Linked DNA regions of Mus musculus: all the other regions are linked to region 3. Evidence: chromatin contacts called from public Hi-C, HiChIP or PLAC-seq and promoter capture Hi-C data. All regions are on one chromosome and are shown on one strand. Each heading gives the region's core, a stretch centred on a gene start, on an enhancer-like site or on the middle of the called end of the contact. The rest is flanking DNA. Distances are from core to core; before and after follow the strand shown.

Region 1 (2,890 bases), core at 193-2,692, 250 kb before region 3:
TGGCCCAAGCCAAGCTACATAAAGAAAGGTACCATCCCTCCATTTAAACGGAGGTCCCACTTCACATTCGATCCAGCAGGAGCCAAACTTCATAATGAGATGACATCTATAAGATAAGGAGACTCCTAGTATCACACACTGCCTTCAAACAGCATACATAGTTAACTCCATAGGTCTGTAAAGAACCTTAGGGCTGGGAGGGCCAGAGCAACTCCAGAACCCCTTCTCCTGGGCCAGGTGGCTCAGGGTGTTGCAAGGTGTATTTCCTGGGTTTCAGGCTACTGAGGACCAGGTGGTGACCAAGGCACATGGTCTTCTATCCGACGTCACCTCTAGGGTATCTCATCACTATCTTCCCAATTATCCACCCCCACCCTCTATTCTTACAATAAGTAAATAAACAAACAAATAAAGGAAATCTAAAAATCTCTCTTCCTTAAAACACCCTCTCCAGGAATTTAATAGCAGTATGAATTTCTTGAAGCTGAAACTTTTTATTAAGGAAAGAAAATGGACAAGCCCATGCTGGGGTGGCAAGCCACCAACCATTCAGAGAGAAACCCAAGAGCGCTGAAGGAATAAAGGCAAGCCCCGGCCCCCTGGAGCTCAGCGCCCCAGGCACTCAGAGTTCGAGGGGCGGGGGAGCAGGGGCGGGGACAGCGCATTCTGAACTTTCTCCAGCCGGGTCGCGGAGAGACGCAGCTCCCAGGGGACCGGGTGGGACCAGAAAAGGCTGAACCGACCGGTGACCACGGCGGGAGCAGGAAACGATTCTCCCCTCCCCCTAAAAGGAGTTCAGCTCCCAACCCAGGCCCCCGCCTCGCCATCGCCATTCAGGCTGCGCCCCCAAGCCCGGGCGAAGCCGGGAGGGTGTCCACACAAAGCGGGGAACCGGGGAGCAGAGAGACCCGGGTTGAGCAGGCTCCCCAAGGCCTCGCGTCCCTTCCTCGCGGCGCCGGCTGGCCGGCGACCACCCCTCGGATCGCGGCCCCGGGATCCTCCGCACGCTCCCTGTGCCCAGGACCAGGAACGAGGCGGGCAGCGGCGGAGGGAGGGCGGCCGGGGACCTGCCGCGGGCTCCCGGGCAGCCTTGGCCACCGCGCGAGGACTCAAACTCGCGACGGCCCGGCCCTCGCGGCCGCGCCTCGGCGATGCTCCCGGGGAAGGTGGGGCCACCGGGCCGGGGTGGAGCGCGGCGCCCGCGAGCTCGCGCTAGGGGCGGCGAGAGCGAATCGGGGTCTTACCGAGCACCGCACGCGCGTCCGCTCCCGCGGGGCCGCTGGGGTCGGGCGGCGGGGGAGGGGCGCGGTCCCGCGGCGGCAGCGGCAGCCCGGCTTGGTGGCGCGGCGGCGCGGCTGGGCGCCGGGAGGCGGAGAAAGCGAGGCGAGGCCGGCTTCCTAGCGGCGGGCGGCGAGAAATGCAGCTGTCCCTGCGAAGCTGCCGGCGGGGCCACAAGTGGGGCGCGCGGGGAGGAGCGGGGCTGCGCGCGCGGCGGGGCTCAGGCTGCGACACCCCCAGACCCTCTCCCCAGGACTGGAAGCAGGAATAGGGATCCCGAGGCCAATGCGGTTGCGCAGGATACGGGGCAAGGGGAGAGGGATAAGGGGCAAGGGGCCTCTGAGGACACTGGGACAGTCTCCTCTGTGCATTCCTGCACAGACCGCTCCTCTTGAGGACTTGTGATCTTCCCTTTATGGCCCGGTGTGATGCGCTTGGGCTCTGCCGACTTGGGAAGCACCTTAAGGGGTTGTTAAAGCAAGGAGACCTGAGACGTGGGAAATTTGGGAAAGAGGGGGACCTAAATGCAAGGCTGACCTGAGAGTTTGCAGACATACACGAGGAGCCACTAGTGAGGGCTGTAGAAGATGCACGAACCTCTCTGGGCTTGGGGACATCAGGAGTGTGGGAAAGTGGCAGCTCTGCGGAGTTAGAGTTCAGGAAATAAAATGTAATATTGAGGCCAGAGGAAATCGTGAAGTTGATTAGGAAAATCAAAGTTACCACCCACTAACATCTTATCTCCACCCAGCATTCGCCATTACTTCAAAGGCTTCTGAGCCTCGATAAGGGATTCCACAAACGTTTTAATAAACGGTCGATCAACTGGTTAATTTTCCAAGTGGTTTGGTTTTGTGCACTAATTTGGAGATGAGAAAAGGGAACAGAGGGAATGATGGAAGAGCCTGCCCATTTGTGTGTGGAGCCCTGCACACAGCCCTCTCCTCTTCCGAAGACTTACAATCTTTGCTGAGAAGTCTGGGCATGCTCACCCAAGAGACATCTGATGGTGAAAATCACAAACCAAGGCCCCAGAGTCTCCATCCTTTGCTTGTCAAGGGTAATTTCTTCAGCGAGGTGGAATCTGAGGATACCCTGGGAGAAACCCCACCTCTGAGAATCCCTTGTTCCCTTCGGCCCCTCTGCCCATGCCCCTTCACCCGGCTTCCGGGAACCCTCACACTATCAGGACCCCACGTGAAAAATTCTGACTCTGAAGTCCTCCGATGTGGCTGCTGACTGAGATGTCACCAAGCGCTCAGGATTTATCCTCTCGGCCAGTAAAGCCTAGATGATGGTATCGAGTTTGTCACTTTATACTGTAGTGTTAACTTCACCTGTCACTTTTCTGCTTATTGGCAGAATCTTTCTCTAATCTGTCCCAGTCACTTTGACATTTCAGGACTTGGGGTTGGGGTGGGGGCTACCAATCTGGAGATTTTCCTGTTTGTGCGTGCCTCTAGGATGCTTATGAAATGTATTTTCATTCAAGTCGTTAGCAAAGCCAGCTAGTCGCTGTGATTGTCACCCTTGAAGTAGCCTGTCTGTGAGCTTTTCAATGTCCTCCTTTGGGGTCGATTCCGGAAGCAGCTTCCCAGTCCTGCCTCCCTAC
Region 2 (2,989 bases), core at 260-2,759, 190 kb after region 3:
TCTTCGGCCATGCATACCGCTTCTACTACCAGCTCATCCCAAAGGCAGGTCCTCAATGCAGAAAACGAATGGGGAGAAGTGCTAGCCCTCCGTTTCAGAGAGCCAAGTCAGATTCTGGTCCTTCCTTTTTCTAACGTAGATTCCCAAGCACAGGGGGTATTCCTGATTGGGAGCAGAAGATGGCCTTTTCAGCCCACCTCTGGGGCAGGTATGTCCTTTTCTCCCATCGTCACTGCGAATACAGAAATGCCACCTCTTCTCTTTGGAATTTCCAAATGTGCTTTAGATACAAACATGGATTGGTATTATGTCAGATCACTTGCTGCTGGTCTTCCATATGTATCAGATTCCTGAGGCACTAAACCCGAGGCCGATGAAGAAAACAAGGTCAGTAAACGGCTAAAGCAGCGCATCGGAGGTGAGGGAGGAACTTCAGCTCAGAACACGAAGACATGCTGCCCTTTTTAAGCCAGAAAAAAATGTCAACCATAAATGGCTAAAGTCCATGAGGAGGTTTTCTTTTGAATAGGGGAAGAGTGGGAACTAATCAGGCCCCACCTGGAGGGATGTCTAATGATGCTGAAGCATATACTCTTAATTAAAATGTCCATGCTAAATTGTGTTTCAGCATAGTCCAGAGTTCTAGGCCTACTGAATTTATATACTTTTAAAGAACTACAATATATTATTTTGTGTGTGTGTGTTCCACCAAAAGTGCCTGTAAAATTAGGCACAAATTCATATATCTTTGACATACGACACAATTAATCTGAGTATCAAAATCTCTTCCAACTTCCCTTTTGAGATACTTGAAAAGTTTAGCTTTGCAATTATTTTCCCAGCTAAAATTCATATTTCTGTTTCCACTTTCCTTTCTCGTTTAGGGATCCCAGAGTTTATTCTCCAGTCTGAGAATGCCAAGCGCTTTGACTTTCCTCAGAATGCTGTGGAAACACATCCAGACTTTACAATCTGTAATCTTCTAGATTCAGGAGAAAAACAAAGGACTATTCCTAAGTTTTCAAATTCCTTGAGGGGGCGGAGAATAAAAGATAGGGGGGTAGAGAGGCTCTAAGTTGAGCGCCCTGAAAAAAATCAGGCTGAGGAGACCTGGGTTATTTCTATGTTCCTAGGAAACTTTGGACTCTTTATAAACATCAGATTTTTAAAATGCGCACCCTTAAGTAACTATAAATACACTTCACCCACAAAGTATGCTGCCTTTTGAAGTCATTTAAAAATCCTATAAAGTCTTCAGAGTAAGTGCTGAAAAGCCAAGCGTCTGAACGCAAACCTGTTCTATAGATTCTTTACTTTCGCTGAGACAGAGGGAGGGAGAAAACACGAAAGAATTTCAAAAGAAATCTGCAAACCTGTTGCGCTGTCGGGCCCACTGGAGTCCACGGCACGGGGATGAAACAAATTCAATTGTGCATTTATAAATCCTGCTTTAAAAAAAGACCTGAGCTGCTTAACCCAGTACGGCTCCGGCTTCCACCTTCTCACTCTGCAATCAGACCAAGTGCTCGCACTACAGGTAGGTGCTGAGAAATTCCGAAGCCCGAAAAAGTAATCCACGCAGATCAGGCAAAAACTTATTCCAAGACGAGAGCTACTGTCCTCCTCAAGAACTCTGGAAATGCTTAAAGATGAGCCAAAATCATCTCTAAAATCTAACAAAAGTCTTCTCCCTCCGCCTCTGTACGGAATATCTTGGAAGAGATGAGAAACGAAGCAGCAAATAGAACAGTCACTACCCAAATCACAGAATATCCCAGAGGGAGAAGACGGTATCCCTGAATCATGGACGGACTTGGAAGTTCAGGAGGAGGCAGGGTTGAAGTGCTTCCTTTCAAGAAAGACAATTCTGGATCAGCTCCCTACAGCAGGAAACCTGTGGTTTGTAATTGGTGTACCAGCTCTGACTTCTTCCCCTGGGACTGCAATCACGCTCTCTACCTGCTGACAAAGTGAGGGTGGAGCCGCTACACGCAAGCCGGCCCCTCCTCCTCTTGGTGCACGCACTCACTAATTTAACCAAAAGTCTTCTCTCGGTCTCTTTCTGTCTCTTGCTCTTTTACTCCCCCTAGTGAGCGACAGCCCAACTGCATGCAGTTCAATCAGTCCTTACCTTTCCCCACAGGAGATAAATCAGGGCCACCCAAATGTGTCTATTCTGTAAGCACTAGCACACTGACGGCGGTATGAGGAACGGAACAGAAAACAAAGACATCCAAAAGACAAAAGAACGGCGCAAAGTCTTGCAGTTACAAATTCAAATAGATCTCTATTCTTCCCATGTTTTAGTGTCTACAAATGGCACAAAGCCAGAATTGAGAGATCTTATACTGAGTACTTGTTGCTTATGTCTGCCACTGTGAATAAAGACTTCTGCATAGCTTTTCTTCAGTTCTTACTACGTTCAGTAGTTCTGCCTAAACTGCACCTGGATGGATCTCTCGAATCAGGTTGCTGTCAGAAGTCTGGAATCTGTTATTTCTCTCTTACTCTTTGGGTCAAACCTATTCTTCCAGTGTAAGACTCTAAGTTAGTCTGCATATAGAAGCTAAGCATTAAACCTATGCTTGGAGCTGGAGCAGTGGCTCAGTGGTTAAGAGCACTGGCTGCCTGTTCATCCAGAGGGCTGAAGTCTAGTTTTCAACATTTACATGGTGGCTCACAACCATCTACAACTCCATTTCCAGTGAATTCAACACCCTTGTCTGGCCTCCACAGGCACTGCAGACAAAACACCCATACACACAAGATGAATCTTTTCTTAAAAGTTAAATATGTCTAATAAAAACAGTATAGGTAAAGAGATTAAATTTAGCTAATTACTACCTTCATGCAATATAGTTCTTTGTAAATCTTCATATTTGAATACTGTAATATTTAAATTTTCAAATTATATTTGACATTTCTTTTTAAAATTGTATTTGATATGTATGGATGTTTTGTCTGCATGTATGTTTGTATACCATGTGTG
Region 3 (2,861 bases), core at 17-2,516:
GATGTTTTTCTGAAACCACCACCGAATCATCCAGAAACACAAGATGCATGATTTGTGATCTGCCAGGCTACCCTTTTTGCCTAAGAATATTTCTGAGTAGAAAGAACAATGACAAAAGCATGAAAAATTATTGGCCAAACACGACGGTCCTGTCCTTTCTTTTGGCTTTCAAGGCAAGAGGAAAAAATCATATTTTCGTGCAAACTCCTGTTTTAAAATTGTTTTTTAAGTGTATTTATACATACATTTGGAGTTTGGAACATATTTCTCTTAGAAGTCCTTTCCCCATCCCCCAAGTCACAACTCGGGTAAGATGGCTCAAGCCCCAGGATTCATCTGGTGAAGAGATAACTGAACTGGTTCGCAAAAGTTATCCCCTGAACTTCACTCTCGCACTGTGGCATGGGCGTGCACACACACACAAAAGTAAATTACAATGTAAAAAAATAAATAAATAATAAAAAATTAAAAAGATGATTGCCCAGGTTCATTCAAATGCTTCTATATTCCTCGGCTAGGTGACACTGGGCAATAAACTCAACCTCTCTGAGCCTTCCGTTCCTCCTCTGTACCTCTACTGCCCCGCACCCCTGCCTTAGTCTCAAATGAATGTAGCGTCATCACAAACACCCACTAGCAGCTTGCGGAGGCCTAAAAGTGGCCAAGTCTATGAGGTCCTTCCCCATCTGGGCAGCAGGCTGGTAATGAAGGAAGTTGCTTGATGTGATTCTTTGCAGATGAACTCTGTCAAGAGAAGAGAAGCCCCAAATACGCGTGTCAGAGACACACAGCAAGGAGATATACAGAGCATGAATCGGGGAAAGAAATCACAGAGGCAGAGAAGTCAAGGCTGCTGCAAAGAAGAGGTGGGTAGGGGCGTCTGCTGGATAAATCAGCACAGGGACCCGAGGGGTTTGAAAGTGGCGAGAACTTGAAGGGACTTGGGCAGGGTGAATCTGAAAGGTGTACTTGGAAGCTTTCAGTGGAAAAAGATCCTGATAACAAGACGCGCGCAGAGATGGCAGAGGAAGTAGTTGGGATTGTAAGCGGAAGTAGGGGCCTCTGAGCATCTAAAAGCTTAGGGTGGAATAAAGTTAGGGGGCCTCGGAGCATAAAGTTAGGGGGCCCTGAAACTGGGGTCGAGTGACTACCGGAGGCGCAGGTTGCGCACGGGGTCCCGGGAGCGATACACGGCCTCGCCGGTGTCAGTGCTCCAGACCGCTTCCGCCATGACAGCTGCTTCGCGCTGCGACCGCGCCGGAAAGCGTGGTGCCTCGTTCCCCTGGCAACGGAGACGCTGGCTTCTTAGGCAAGGGAGGCGCTGCGCGCGCAGCTCTCCACGTCTGCGGGAGCCAGTCCCTAGCCTGGCAGCGGGACCCTCAGCTGTCCTGTGTGAGTAAAGCTCACCTCCACCCAAGGTGAAAGTTGGTGCACTGCACAAAAGAGAAAACCGCCATCAGCTACTTTGTTTAGGTGCAAAAATGGTGATGGTGGCCAGAACCAGGTGACCTGAGTCCTTACTTTCTGATCAAACACTGCCTTCCACTGAACATTTGAAAACTTCGGCCTAGGGGGCGTGGAGAAATGGCTTAGTGGTTAAGAGGTTAGTGACTGGACTTTCAGAGGAACTAGCAGGCCCAGATGGCCACTCACACCTGTCTCTACTCCAGTTCCAAAGGGTCAGACACCTTGCCGCCTTACAGTACACATGTGTTGCACAAACATGTTCACCATTATGCATAAAATAAATTTAAAAAAATTTAAGGAGAGAAAACTCAGGCCTAAACAGTTGGTGGATATGACTAAAAGGACATGCAAACAAAAATTAAAAAACAGCCGGGCAGTGGTAGCGCACGCCTTTAATCCCAGCACTTGAGAGGCAGAGGCAGGCAGATTGCTGAGTTCGAGGCCAGCCTGGTCTACAGAGTGAGTTCCAGGACAGCCAGGGCTATACAGAGAAACCCTGTCTCAGGAAAAAGAAAAGAAAAGACAGGAAAAGAAAAGAGAAAGAAGAAGGAGGAGGAGGAGGAGGAGGAGGAGGAGGAGGAGGAGGAGGAGGAGGAGGAGGAGGAGGAGGAGGAGGAGAAGAAGAAGAAGAAGAAGAAGAAGAAGAAGAAGAAGAAGAAGAAGAAGAAGAAGAAGAAGAAGAAGAAGAAGAAGAAGAAGAGAAAGAAAGAAAAAGAAAAAAAGAAAGAAAACATTCCTGGAAGAAAAAAAACCTGTGGGGCAGGTATATTAGTAGTTTTGTTGGTATGCACTGAGCCAGAGAAATAAAAAACAAGGAAGCCAGCAGAAAGGAAGGAAAGGGTGTTTTCCCTGGGGCATGTTGGTTCTGGATTATTAACCAGTTAAGACTCCGAGCCAGCCCCTGAAAAACCACCAGAGTGACATTCAGAAGTCATGGTTCACTGGCACATCCAAGGAAAGATGGTATAAGTTTAATTCCGGCAGTTTGGCAATATCAATATTGACAATTAGTATTTGACGGTTGCTACTTATTCATCCGAATAAGCAATTGTTGCCTGGCCTGGGACATTTCATGGCCATCCGATTATAGAGCAGAGAAATCATGAGCACCTAACTATTCATTGTGTGCACTAAGAACTCACCACAAATAGCACCTACTCATTTTTCATTTGTATTGCCTGTAACCCTCCCAAAAACCTCTCCAAGAGGTACTTTATTCCTATTTAAAGGATGAAGTTACCAAGGGCCAGGAATTAAGTATGGGGTGTATTAATGAGTGCTGACGTGGGAAAAACAGATTCCAACCTGGTCTGGCTTTTGTGGCCTCAAACCTGCCACCAACTTACTGTCTCCCACCCACATCCTTAAGAACATACAATTTCCAATTAAGGGAT
Region 4 (3,071 bases), core at 54-2,553, 130 kb after region 3:
GTGTCGCACTTTCTGTGAAGTTTCTAGAATAAGCACATGTCCCTTCTGTAGAAGGTAAAGAGATGCGGGGGAAACTCCCTCTGAGCCTCTCTGAATTCTCTGTCCGCTCCCAGCTTGCTACGCCCTGAGCCCGTGCTTCCTGAACAAACATTTCTCCAGATTTTGTAAAGCAGGAGAGACTAAATACCCATAAGTAGGGAGGCTCCAGTCAGAAGAAAATCTGCAGCTGTAAAGGACTGTGGCCCGTGGCCTATGGTGCTGTGAATGAGAAAGGCTTTCCGTGGGCTCAGGCGCTCGCACCGCACACGGGGGTCCCCAGTTGGCAGAACTACGGAGGAGAGCCAGAGGCCAGCCTGGGCTACAGAGTGAGACTCTTTCTCAAAATCCAAAATAAATACAAAGGATCTGGTCCATGTTCTCCTGGGTAAGCTATACAGAAAACCGTAACTGTCATTTTCAGTGAAGGATCCCAGGTGGCAGGTAGCAGGCCAGCAACCCAGAGAGCTCAGGAAAGCCGAGCAACTGCATCCGTGAGACAGGAGGCGGCGCAGTGAGCGCTGCTGAGCAGTCGGGCTCTCAGGGGCTCTGCTTGTGTGGTTAGCTTAGTTTGGGTTTTGGAGACATTTCTCTGTGTAGCCCAGACTGGTCTAAAACTTATGATCTGTCTGCTATAGTCTCCTGAGTTCTAACATTTTAAATTATTTTAAGCGTTTATTTATTTATTTATTTATGATTTTTGAGACAAGGTTTCTCTGTGTCACCCTAGCTGTCATGGAACTCAGTGATCTGCCCACCTCTGCCTCCCAAGTGCTGAAATTAAAGTCCTGCATCATTATTTTCAGGGTTTTTTTTTCTTTTTTCTGAGACAGAGATTTTCTGTGTAACCCTGACTTTCCTAGAACTCAATTTGTAGACCAGTCTGACCTCAAACTCAGATCTGCCTGCCTCTGCCTCCTGAGTGCCGGGATTAGATGTGTGCACCACCACGCCCCGCTGCCTATTTTCAGTTTTTTAAAGTGTGGCAGTTAACTTACATTTTAGTGGGAGGTATTTTTGTTTGCTTCTTTGAGTTCTTGTTTTGGTTTTGAGACAGAATCTCATATATCCTAGGCTGTCCTCACAGTGTGTGACTGAGGTGACTGAATTTCTAATTGTCTTGCCTTCATCCTGGAGGGCTGTGATTATATAAGCACCAAGCCTGGCTTTGGGCAATGTTAGAGAACAAACCCAGGGCCTGGTGCAGCCTCGGCAGGCGCTCTGCCACACAAGCCGGATCCCCAGCCCTAATTTACACACACAGCCCTTGTGCAAGGGAGCTTGCAGTGAAGTAACAAACCTCACAGGAAACGTGTAAAGGCTGTTATAGAGAGTGGTAGCTTCCTTCCACTCAGTATTCCATTTTCCCTGTCTGCGTAGGGGCTTTCTTACCCAGCACTGACTGACCTGGTACTCTCTATCCGGCCCAAGGCAGCCTCCAGCGCTCAGTAACCCTGGCTCTGCCTCTTGAGTGCTGGGCTCAAAGGCAAGTGCCATCATGCCAGGCTCCACTTTGCTGTTCATAGGAAAGGGGGCTCAGATGTTTCCGAGGCATGGAACAAAGTGATACCCCACCCCCTACGTCCCCTGATTGTTCTTGTACTGAGGAAGGGAAAATCCTCATGAATTTCTAAGAGATGGAGTGGGGTGAGGGAGTAGAGGGCAGGGGTGGGGTCAGAGCTCATGCTGGGATGAAACTCCAGAAAGTTCTAGGACTGGTGGGTTGACTAAGGACAAAAGCGTGCATTTCTACCTCTCCTGGATGGGTTATAAGCTGGGGGAACTTGAGGGAATCAGGCTTAGCATTCTTTTTTGTTGGTGGTGGTGGTAGTTTTTTGAGACAGGATTTCTCTGTATAGCCCTGGCTGTCCTGGAACTCACTCTGTAGACCAGGCTGGCCTCGAACTCAGAAATCCACCTGCCTCTGCCTCCCAAGTGCTGGGATTAAAGGCATGTGCCACCACTGCCTGGCAGGCTTAGCATTCTTAAAACTATTTGTATTATTTTATGTGTGTGGGTGTTTTGCCTGAATGTGTGTGTTTGTCTGTGGACCACCTGTGTTCCTGGTGCTCATGAAGGTCAGAAGAGGGCACCAGAGTCCCTGGAACTGAGTTAGAGATGGTTGTGAGTTACCATGTGGGTGCTGAGAATTGAATTCAGATCTGGAAGGACAGCCAGAGTTCTTAACCACTGAGCTCAGCCACCTCTCTAGCCTCAAGGTTATTGCCATTGTCTCTCTCTCTTAATTTTTGTGTGTGTGTGTGTGTGTGGGGGTGTTTTCCCAGACAGGGCTTCTCTGTATAGTCCTGCTCCAGCTGTTCTGGAACTCTCTCTGTAGACCAGGCTGGCATCAAACTCAGAGATCCTGTCTCTGCCTCCCAAGTGCTGGGATTAAAGGTGTGTGCCACCACCGCCCTGTGGGCTTATCATTCTTGAGACAAGGGAACTCGAGAGCTGGGGGTGCTCATGGCCCATGCTGGATGCAGCAGAGGAGTGTGGCGTGAGGCCCTACCTTACTGGCCAGTGACAGGCAGGGGCGAGGAGCTCGTCGAGGGCTCTCCAGCTTGACGATGCTGATGAACCCAGGCTCAAGGTTGTCGTCATCACTGGCGTTGCACAGGTACAGGGGGTGGGACTGCAGAGAGACAGACAGACATCTGGGTTAGACAAACTCTAGCAGGCAGCTGTGAGCCATGGACAAGAATCAAGCACAGCTATAGTATTCTAGGCAGGTTCCAAGTTGGCCTTGGTTTTTTTGTTTGTTTGGGCTTGTTGTTGTTGTTGTTCTTTTCTGAGACAGGGTTTCTCTGTATAGTCCTGTCTGTCCTGGAACTCACTCTGTAGACCAGGCTGTCCTCAAACTCAGAAATCCACCTGCCCCTGCCTCCCTAGTACTGGGATTAAAGGTGTGGGCTACCACGCCCGGCTTTGTTTGTTTGTTTTAATTTTTTTTTCCAAGACAGGGTTTCTCTGTGTAACAGTCCTGGCTGTCCTGGAACTCTCTTTGTAGACCAAGCTGGCCTCGAACTCACAAA

The links. Promoter capture Hi-C pulls out the DNA fragments that hold promoters and counts their contacts. Hi-C and Micro-C count contacts between places; a contact is called where the count stands out from the background. HiChIP or PLAC-seq counts read pairs in DNA pulled down with a chosen protein or histone mark.
Region 1: a contact with region 3 is called in a FOXA1 HiChIP or PLAC-seq map of pancreatic cancer cells. The contact joins the promoter of Cuedc1 here to the promoter of Mks1 in region 3.
Region 2: a promoter capture Hi-C map of macrophages shows a contact between it and region 3, with 7 read pairs. The contact joins the promoter of Rnf43 here to the promoter of Mks1 in region 3. A contact is called at or near these places in 13 of 39 promoter capture datasets (the 3T3-L1 cell line, 3T3-L1-derived adipocytes, the C10 cell line and 9 more), 2 of 115 datasets of contacts at active chromatin or transcription factors (bone marrow-derived macrophages and memory CD8 T cells) and 3 of 9 other capture datasets (adipose tissue, liver and pancreatic islet).
Region 4: a contact with region 3 is called in a Hi-C map of CD4 T cells, with 3 times the contacts expected there. The contact joins the enhancer-like site here to the promoter of Mks1 in region 3. A contact is called at or near these places in 1 of 39 promoter capture datasets (macrophages), 1 of 484 Hi-C or Micro-C datasets (CD4 T cells) and 3 of 9 other capture datasets (adipose tissue, liver and pancreatic islet).

The regions. Positions count from the first base shown.
Region 1 is chr11:88,097,698-88,100,587 of GRCm38.p6, reverse strand. Cuedc1 (CUE domain containing 1) reads right to left here and starts at 1,442. Exons shown (of 11, transcript NM_198013.3): 1 at 1,245-1,442. It overlaps 2210416O15Rik (RIKEN cDNA 2210416O15 gene), which reads right to left and starts at 2,530. Exons shown (of 4, transcript NR_045499.1): 1 at 2,460-2,530; 2 at 2,271-2,373; 3 at 1,836-1,919; 4 at 481-1,726.
Region 2 is chr11:87,661,607-87,664,595 of GRCm38.p6, reverse strand. It overlaps Rnf43 (ring finger protein 43), which reads right to left and starts at 1,509. Exons shown (of 10, transcript NM_172448.4): 1 at 1,374-1,509; 2 at 1-460.
Region 3 is chr11:87,851,620-87,854,480 of GRCm38.p6, reverse strand. It overlaps Mks1 (MKS transition zone complex subunit 1), which reads right to left and starts at 1,266. Exons shown (of 18, transcript NM_001039684.3): 1 at 1,152-1,266; 2 at 635-744. The coding sequence starts at 1,231.
Region 4 is chr11:87,717,978-87,721,048 of GRCm38.p6, reverse strand. It overlaps Rnf43 (ring finger protein 43), which reads right to left. Exons shown (of 10, transcript NM_172448.4): 3 at 2,549-2,671. Among named protein-coding and RNA genes, the nearest start is that of Supt4a, 18 kb to the left of the region's middle. Within about 2 kb of position 1,303, at least 53 of the 459 cell types and tissues checked have an H3K27ac peak or open chromatin away from gene starts, as enhancers often do.